Regions from separate parts of the Hordeum vulgare genome. Here region 1 is linked to region 2. A link is a contact called in public Hi-C data. All regions are on one chromosome and are shown on one strand. Each heading gives the region's core, a stretch centred on a gene start, on an enhancer-like site or on the middle of the called end of the contact. The rest is flanking DNA. Distances are from core to core; before and after follow the strand shown.

Region 1 (4,345 bases), core at 1,269-3,768, 190 kb before region 2:
ACATTGCTTGCAAGGCTTGTTGTGATGTTGTATTACCGAGTGGGCCCCGATATACCTCTCCGTCACACGGAGTGACAAATCCCAATCTTGATCCATGCCAACCCAACAGACACCTTTGGAGATACCTGTAGAGCACCTTTATAGTCACCAGTTACGTTGCGACGTTTGATAACCCACAAGGTATTCCTCCGGTGTCCGGGAGTTGCATGATCTCATGGTCATAGGAACAGATACATTGACATGCAGAAAACAGTAGCAATAAACTGACACGATCATACGCTATGTTTATAGTTTGGGTCTTGTCCATCACATCAATCTCCTAATGATGTGATCCCGTTATCAAGTGACAACATTTGTCTATGGTTAGGAAATCTTAACCATCTTTGATCAACGAGCTAGTCAACTAGATGCTTACTAGAAAAAGTGTTTTGTCTATGTATCCACACATGTATTTGTGTTTCCAATCAATACAATTATAGCATGGATAATAAACGATTATCATGAATAAAAAATATAGTAATAACTAATTTATTATTAGCTCTAGGATAGATTTCGAACACACCGTCCCTCTTCCCTAGCTCGATCACGCCGGAGCGTCGCTGTGAGGCAGCGTTGTAGAGTAAGGTCGTGGAGCTTGCGCACCCACAGCTCAAAACTTTTTGGATCTTCGAAGCACGGAACCCGACTATCGCATTGAACGCGCTATCAATCAAATTGCAAAAAGAGACGGACAAGCCAATTCAAACAGACAAAGAACGCGTTGGTTTGGGTTTAGAGTTGTTGTTGGTGTTCAAAATGGCAGCAGAACACAAACCCGTGTAATTTCTGCTATTTTCTGTACGATCCTTGAGGATCTTTCCTTGTTACCAGCTCCGTAATGTCATTTACAATTTGCACGGCCATGTCAGTAAATGTGTCAGTAATTCTATGTACTGTGTCTGTGACTCTGTGTCCCTCCCATCCTATCCACCGGTAGTACTCCCGAGATCGCCTTTCTCTGCTTTGCCAGCCTACCAAGATGCCCCACCCGAGAGCAGAAAAGAGAAGAAGAAGATGGCTCCACTCGGCTTGGCCTTTCCGGGACGAACAGCGAAGCGTGCCAACGATCCCTTCACCGGTTGGCCCGCCCCACCCTCGTGTCCGGTCGATCATTGCTTGGATCGCCCGCCCGGCCGTTCCGCGCCCGCGCCTGTTGCCGCGTCGACACGGATGGTAGTTGTGCAGGCGGCGTCTCCTCTGGCGCACGACGTCGTGCTCGAGCCTGCCGCCGCGGATTTGGTGGCGAAGGTGAGGCCGAGGATGAGGAGCGCCGTGACGACGACCAGCGCGGCGGCGCCGCCGAACACGCCGTTCCTGGCGACGTAGCAGTCGCCGTCCATCCACCCCCGGCCGTACCGCTGCCCGCTGTTCATGCTCGCCGCGGTCGCCAGCAGGATCACGGCCAGCGCGAAGCACACCCTGCACGCACGCACGCACGCCACCCTCTCGTCAGCGAATTTGTTCGGCCTCGGCCACACATAATTCTAGCGTGGTGCTTTCGCGCGTATTTATGTCGCCACCATGGTCATGTTATACCGTATAAGTGCGCGTACCATGAGAGGGCCAGGAGTGCGACGGGCGCGACGCGGCCTCCGCCGGCGACTGACTTGTTGGGCTTGGAGCTGGAGGCGCACATGGAGGTCGCCGCCGCGGTGGTGCCGACGAGCTGCGCGACGGAGAGGAAGGCGATGGCCGCGACGCCCAATTCGAAGGCGGAGCTCTTGGGCAAGGAGCAGAGGCTGCCGTCGAGCTTCAAGTCCTTCTCCTGATCGAGCAACCGAATCAGATCCGATCTCGCCAATTGCAACACGACGAGCGCAACAAAGAGAGCAGGAGCAGGAGGCTGACCTTGACTCTGTGGAACTCGGCGGCGAGGGAGCATGAGAAGGCGGTGGCACAGAGCAGGACGACGATGCCGCAGACCGCGGCCCGGCAGGACATCCCTCTGACCCCCTTCTCCATCACCACGGGACGAGCTCGAGCTCGAGCTGAAACCCGAACTGCTACCTCGCTGTCCCTTGCGGGAATTCAGACACAATGATTCGCTACATATATACTGGCGAATTATGCGACCAACGACCAATCAGACACGGTTGGTGGCGGCGGGAGACGATGGAAGCAGAGGCGGAGGTGGGAGACCGGGGGCTAAACAAACCGTTGAAAACCGCATGGATTCGTCCACCCGTATGGACCGCTGCCTACTAGGTAAAGCTTTGTGGCCGCGTGCTGGCTAGGAAGGGGACGACGACGATGACGGAATTGGCAGGAGAGGAGGCTCCGGCCCCATCTTGATGGGCGGACGAACTCACCCGGCGGCGAACGGCTTGGTCAAAGCCGGATAAGGCGGTTGCTTGCTTGCTTGGGGGAGGTGAGAGCTAGGAAAGCCGAAGCCTGCACGGAACGAATCATACACACACACACACGCACGCACCGTAGTAGTGGCTTGTCCTAATCGCCCTACGCCCACAGCCAACTTGCGGTTGTTTACATGCATGCATGCTAACCAGTCGTGTCGTGGTCACGCCACCCAAATGGCCGGGTAAAATACGAGCTGCTTATTATGACCGGTGCTTGTGCGTGCGAAGGATCCAAAAGGCGAAAGGTGGAAATCTAGAGAAAGGCCCCCGGGACAGGAGGACGGGGTCCAGAGGAATCCTCTTCCTTCGGTGTCGTGCCGCGCGACTATCGACTCCGCTGCTCTGCCTTCGCGTTCGCAGCGAGGCAGCCCGCGGCGACGGGGACGCCGAGTGGCGGGCGCAGCAGGGGAAGGATCTTTTCCCGGTGACGCAGGTTGGACGATTATTCTCTTGGGGTCCCGTGCCGACTGACGCGGCCGAGGAGGAAGGTAGCAAGCCACCGCGGTGGTAAATTTGGGGTTTTGATCTTTTTAGCCGGGCCTGACCCGGTTTATAAACATTTCGGTATATAACAATAGGGTATAACTCCCTACAGTAAAGAATCTTGACGATAGAAAACTTGTTCATGTCAGCGCAGTACATTTCTACCATCAAATAAATTAACGATAACATGTGCAACGTTATCGTTCAACTGTCTGACGGTAGGTGCATACATACACTAGGTTTGATACTATTTTTTTTTCATGGTAAGACATGCATTCCTACCGCCATCGACCCCGACGGTAGGTGATGACCCCGACGGTAGGTGATGGGGTCACATACTAAAGATAGGGTCATACTAAAGGTAGGGTCATGGACCTGACATCTAGGGTCCGTCTACGACCCCAAACCGTCATTGAGAGGCCTCCGGACCATAGGCGCATCCGAACATCCACTCTCAGATGTCCACTCGGATACGGTCTATTCACTTAGACATGATTCCTTCATTCGGATGTGGAACCACCAATCGGCCTCGTTCACCGCACTCGGACGTGGAAGGTGAAGAGACGATGTGGGAGATGCAGCGTTCGAGAGACTTAATGTTGAGCTTCAAGTGTAGTTGTAGATACTGCTACCAGTAACAATTGTTTTTATACTCCTTCATTTCTTTTGTAACGGCTCACTGGGAACAGTTCACTCTATATAAGTCTTCCCTTACTCCTTGTCAAGGGTTCAACATCCATTGTAATAACATACTCTAAGAGAAAACACAAGCTTCCAAGCACGAGACGTACGGCTATTACCTCTTTGAGAGGGGTCTGAACAAACTAAAACCGAGTGATACACTTGTGTCGTAGCAAGGCTCCGCCCCTTGTTTGTACCCCTAGTACTCATTATCAGGTTCATTGCCTCGACGATTGGCGCCCATCGTGGGGTTGCACGTCTAGCAAATATCCGATGCATGTGGAATTTTCGTCATCACCTTGATCCTTGGCGGTGAGATCCGATTTGGAGCTCTTAGCTTCATCGCCAATAATTCAGCATGGCTTCACGAAGTTGCGCTCGACGTGGAGTCGCCGCGTGTGTGCGACACGGCGCATTTCCGTGCATCGTCCTACGAAGTCCTTCTTCATCAGCCCTCGGTTCCGTATCGGTTGGCTCCCCTCCTACCCGCTGGCCATCGTTGCAAGTGTTGTGGGCGCTTGCAGCCCCAGCGCTAGGTCAAGCATGCGATGGCCCTCCAGGTCGCGGCTCGGCAGGTGTTTACCCTCGAGCCCGATGAGTCTGCCCTCGATCTCTTCGTTTGCCTTTACGAGGACTCCACGGATGGGTCCGAGTGTGAGAGCATTTTTTTTAAAGATCCGGCGATGGCCGGCTTGAATTAAAATAGCAGGAAGCACATGGAGAAGAAATACATCAAAGGGTGGGGGTGATCAATGGATCAAGGATGTAAGAGGAAGAACAACAAA
Region 2 (4,723 bases), core at 1,484-3,983:
AAAATTAGTGACTGTAGTTTTTTTTATATATGTTCATAATTCAGTGGCCGAATTTATCGAAATGTTGTTCAGAAACGAAACTTGATATATGGGTTTCCTGCAATGTTAAGCATGGGGTTCAGATTTGCCGTTAATATAGTGCAATAGAGAAGAATATAGGTTCAGAATTGATATAGGTTCAAATCAGTTTCAGAAAACTGAAATATTGTACTGCACTTTCAGAATTGATATAGGTTCGGAATTGAGTGGAAGAAATCAGTGTACTGTATGTTTTGATATATGTTCATAATTTAGTGGCCAAATTTACTGAAACGTGGTACAAAAACAATGCTTGATATTTGATTAGGGACAGATATGGAAGCGTTGTTGCAAAACATATTCAGTAAATGATATGCATATTCATTAACAACAGTTGGCATTATCCATGACACATAACAATTGTGTACTTCTACTTGCAGGAGAAAATTCCAATTTCTTTACAGCGGTGTTTGAACACGATGGCATATTCTATGGGCTGGATGATAGAAGAAAATTTTGGGGAAGCACTCAAGAGGAGTATGACAATTGAGGCTGGTATTATCTTTTGTGTGGAGAAGATGGAGAAAAGAAAGATTTTGCATAATAAAGCAAATACGGTTTCTGGTCGTCCGTCGTGGCATTTTTGTGAAAACACCCTTTCGTTTCTTCTAAATCAACCCGCGGTCCTTTGCAGTCCTTTATTAAGTTGAAAAAAGTTTCACTTTTAAAGAATCACCCCTCCCTCCATGATGGGCTCGAGCACGGCGTACTCGCGGGAGCTTCGGGCGCAGGTCGTCGGCGGCTGGTGCCGGCGGTGTCGAGGCAGAAGGAAGTCGGTGCTCCGCCGCCCCTCCTCCTCCTCTTCCCTCCCTCTCCTCCCCTCCTCCTCCCGGCCGCCCCTCCTCCTCCTCCTCCCTTGGCTGATGCGAGAATGGGCCTGCGCGCTGCCCCTCCCCCTCCTCCACTCGCCGAGGATAGTGCGGTGGCTTCACTCCGGCCGCCCCTCCTCCTTACCTCCCTGATGCGAGAATGGATCAGGGAAAGTGCATCACCAACGCGGATGAACCAGTCATGGCTATGGCGCTGGGCAGACACAGGTACAGGCCACCCTCGGGGAAGAGGAACATAGCCTCGTGGGAGGTTAGATACATGGAGGTGAGCGGGAGATCCAGAGGGAGTTAGTGTGAAGGGAATGAGTTGCAGGGGTCAGCCGGCGATGGCAACGTTCGCCGGACAGGAGGCGAGGGTGCAGGCGTCTGGCTCGAGGGGGAGGTGCAGGAGGCGACATACAAGCGTCGGAGTTGTTGCAGTGCGGCTGGCTATGTATGGGCTCCTAGCTGGCGGCGAGCCTGCGCGTGCGAGTGCTGGCTGGGCCTGTGGCGGAGGCGCGGGAGGAGGTCTGGTGGTGCTGGTCGATTGTCGATGGCGTACAAGGATGGTGGATGGAGAAGTGCCACTGTGTGGTCGGTGGAGAAGATAAGAATTGAGCGGTGGAAAAATAATTCTTGATGGGATTGAGTGCAACATGTTGCACTGTTTTCTCTGCTGCTAGATGTCTTTTTTTTGTAGAGCTAGATGTCGATCTCTGCTAGCATACACTCAATGTTTAAGCCTACAATATTTTAATCTTAATTATGAATACATTAATAGTTATAGTACTTAAAAGATGTGTGCCTCAAATATTAGAAAGATTTGTTTAAAAAATATTGAAAAGAAATACTATTTATTTATGGAAAATATATTTGGGGCTCACCTCTCGACTAACTAATCATCAATATATTCCTCGAGTCTGGATGTTTTCATGCCGCTGATGAGAGAAAGGATGAAGCGTTGAGAAAATACGACAACAATGCATCATGCTTGAAATGGGTCTCGAGGAGTGGTTGCTTCATATTTTGCCGTGCATGCTAGCTAGGGAGAGAGAGAGAAGCATGTGGTCATGCCTACGCCGACCATGTCCTCGGTCCTTTCGTGCACCACCTCCATTCCCGTGGCTACTCGCCTTCGTCATATCATCTCACCCGCAACTTCACATGTCCTAATCCTTATCATGTTCGACCTCTAATGATAGTGTCAAGGGAAGTAGCCGTGTTAGTGTAGTTGGTGTGCTCCTACTGCTGGCGGTAGTACAACAACAAAAAAGTATCAAGCATTGTAAATTCATTACTCTCTAATGGGCCATTTTATCTTTGAAGTGGTCAAGTAATAAATACAAATTCATGATAAGACGAGGAAGAATATAACAGATTGAGAAATAAAACTCACTATTTCACCATGATAGATAAACTGTCGAATATCATGTAAACCCTGAATTTTTTTCATACATATCGCAACGCACGGGTTCTTTTGCTAAAACGTTAACTTTTATTGAAAAGATAATGAAATTCCCACGTTTAATCATGTTATCAATGTTTATTAAAATGGATATTAAAAACTGATGTACAATGAGACATGAAGTAGGTTATGTCTATTTTTTCGCCCGATCGCACGTGCATTTGTACTAGTAGAATATGAAGGAAGGCGGTTCTGAAAAAATAAATAATCCAACCGTGACGATAATTCCCGATGGCGATCGACTTTCGGCGTTCCGGCCGACCAGCTGGTCCTCCGGCCCCCCGCTGGACTAACCCAACTCACCCAAAGCGGTGCGAGTGCGACCGCCGGGTGTGCGGTTCGGTTGACGCCAAGCACTCCTCCCAAATCCCGGGCGTGGATCGAGCCCGCGACGCCTGTTCTGTTCGTGCCACCTCGTGCTGTCCTATCACCCCTCTCTCATCAATCAATTCGATCGCAACAACAGCCAATCCATGGAATAATAAAGAAACCGGGGCACCTCACTGCGTGCGTGGCCGGTGGCGACGGACGGCGACCCCTGCCCTTACCTACGCTCCGGCGAGTCCGGTCGACCGCCTCCGCCACCTTTCGCCGCGCGGCGTGACCGAGCGTACGGGCTCGACGGCGCGGGAGGGCGGGAGGGATCGGCGATGAGCTTCGCGGATCTGGAGTCCGGGGCGCTGCAGGCGCCCAGGAGGGGGAGGGGCGCCGACGCCACGCGCGCGCTCGTCTTCCAGATCACCACCGCGGTGTCCTCCTACCGCCGCCTCCTCAACTCGCTCGGCACGCCCAAGGACACGCCCACCCTCCGCGATCAGCTGTCCGTCCTCAACCCCCTCCCCCTCTCGTCTCGCTGAACTAATCTCATCATGTGCTAGTTATTTGAAGCAATTTTGCCCATTTCAAGTTAGGAGCACATGGCTTGTGCTCTAATTGGTACTAGGATCGAGGGGGGCTAATGCCTTCACGGCATGCTGGTGTCACTTTCTGAATTACTTTGCGCTACAACGATTTCCTCAGGCAGAAGACTAGTCATAAAGTCCTGCAGTTGGCCAAGGATGCGAAGGAGAAGCTGACAAGTACTGCGGAAGCAGACAAGAGCACTGGAACTAGTGTCAGTAATAATTCAACACCTTCCTACGATACAAATTGTATCCCCTTCTTTTAGATCAATAGCAATATTTCTGCCAGGATGAGGCAGTTTAAGCTCGGTTAAGATGAGTGTCAGCTGTTTGTCATGATGCTCATGAATTTGGGTGTCACCTACAGGCAGACAAGCGGGTAGCTGACATGAAGCTTGCCAAAGATTTTGCTGCGACGATGGAGGAATTCAGGAAACTTCAGAATCTTGCAATTCAGAGGGAGATGGCATATAAGCCGGTTGTTACCCAGAGTGCTCAGCCAAGGTATTAATGCTTGTCCACTCTAATATCAATTCATCCACAAGTTTTATCTCATGTGTTTCATTACACTTGAACACCCACATTTATATGTTAAATGAGTTGCACAGTTCAGAATCTTAAATTAATTGGAATTACCACAGTTGTCATCCATTCTTTGGAGGCTATAGTGATCTAAACGATCTTTATATTTCTGTACAGAGGGAGTACATTTTACACATACTCAGACACTCTGGGACTATGGTGACACAAGTGTTTAAACAACTGATAATATACAACCTTACCCTTTAATCCTGCAAGGAGACTAGTTCGAACCCAAGACCTCCAGGCCACAAGTGGAGAGACTATACCGCTGTGCCAGCCCGCCCTCCCATCATTATATCGTTCCTCTTCAATTATATTTATCATAAAAGCTTTTCTCTTAAACTTTATTTCCAAGTGCTATAATAGCCAATCCACTAAGTATATCTTGTGTCATCGTAGAACATAAGTATGTACTCAAAATTTTAATTTTATATATGTTTTGGAGAAATTATAAAGAAATTAGTCAAAGGGAATACTGCTATGAAGAAAATTGAAGTTGTGGTTAATTTCACATGGATGCTGCTTGCTACACATGTGATTGAAAGAGGAAGACCATGGTGCGCTGCAATTAGAAGAGAAAGAGAAATGTGCAACTGAGATTGGACGAGATGAAAAGGGAGAGGCTTGCATGCGGTGGTCAGATACCCAGTAGTAAAGCTCATGTATTTATTGCATAATCTTAAATTCATGACTATTCTCATAATTATTTCTAATAAGTATAATGCATAGAAACAAATTGGGGGCCCTAGATATTTGGGGGCTCTGTGCAGGCACACATCTCGCACAGGCTCCCTTTACTGATCTGTCACATTCAGATATTAGTGGGGTGCATCTAATTCTAACCAGTCGCTAGTATTTACGTACTTTGTCCCGTTAATGGAGAGAAG

Evidence for each region. Hi-C and Micro-C count contacts between places; a contact is called where the count stands out from the background.
Region 1: a Hi-C map of seedling shows a contact between it and region 2, with 2.4 times the contacts expected there. The contact joins the promoter of LOC123401982 here to the promoter of LOC123402163 in region 2. A contact is called at or near these places in 2 of 6 Hi-C or Micro-C datasets (leaf and seedling) and 1 of 1 datasets of contacts at active chromatin or transcription factors (embryo).

Annotation. Positions count from the first base shown.
Region 1 is chr6H:462,132,114-462,136,458 of MorexV3_pseudomolecules_assembly, reverse strand. LOC123401982 (protein MODIFYING WALL LIGNIN-1) reads right to left here and starts at 2,518. Exons shown (of 3, transcript XM_045095846.1): 1 at 1,888-2,518; 2 at 1,593-1,804; 3 at 823-1,458. The coding sequence starts at 2,001. The coding sequence ends at 1,149.
Region 2 is chr6H:461,941,452-461,946,174 of MorexV3_pseudomolecules_assembly, reverse strand. LOC123402163 (syntaxin-22-like) reads left to right here and starts at 2,733. Exons shown (of 7, transcript XM_045096042.1): 1 at 2,733-3,172; 2 at 3,373-3,466; 3 at 3,622-3,758. The coding sequence starts at 3,003.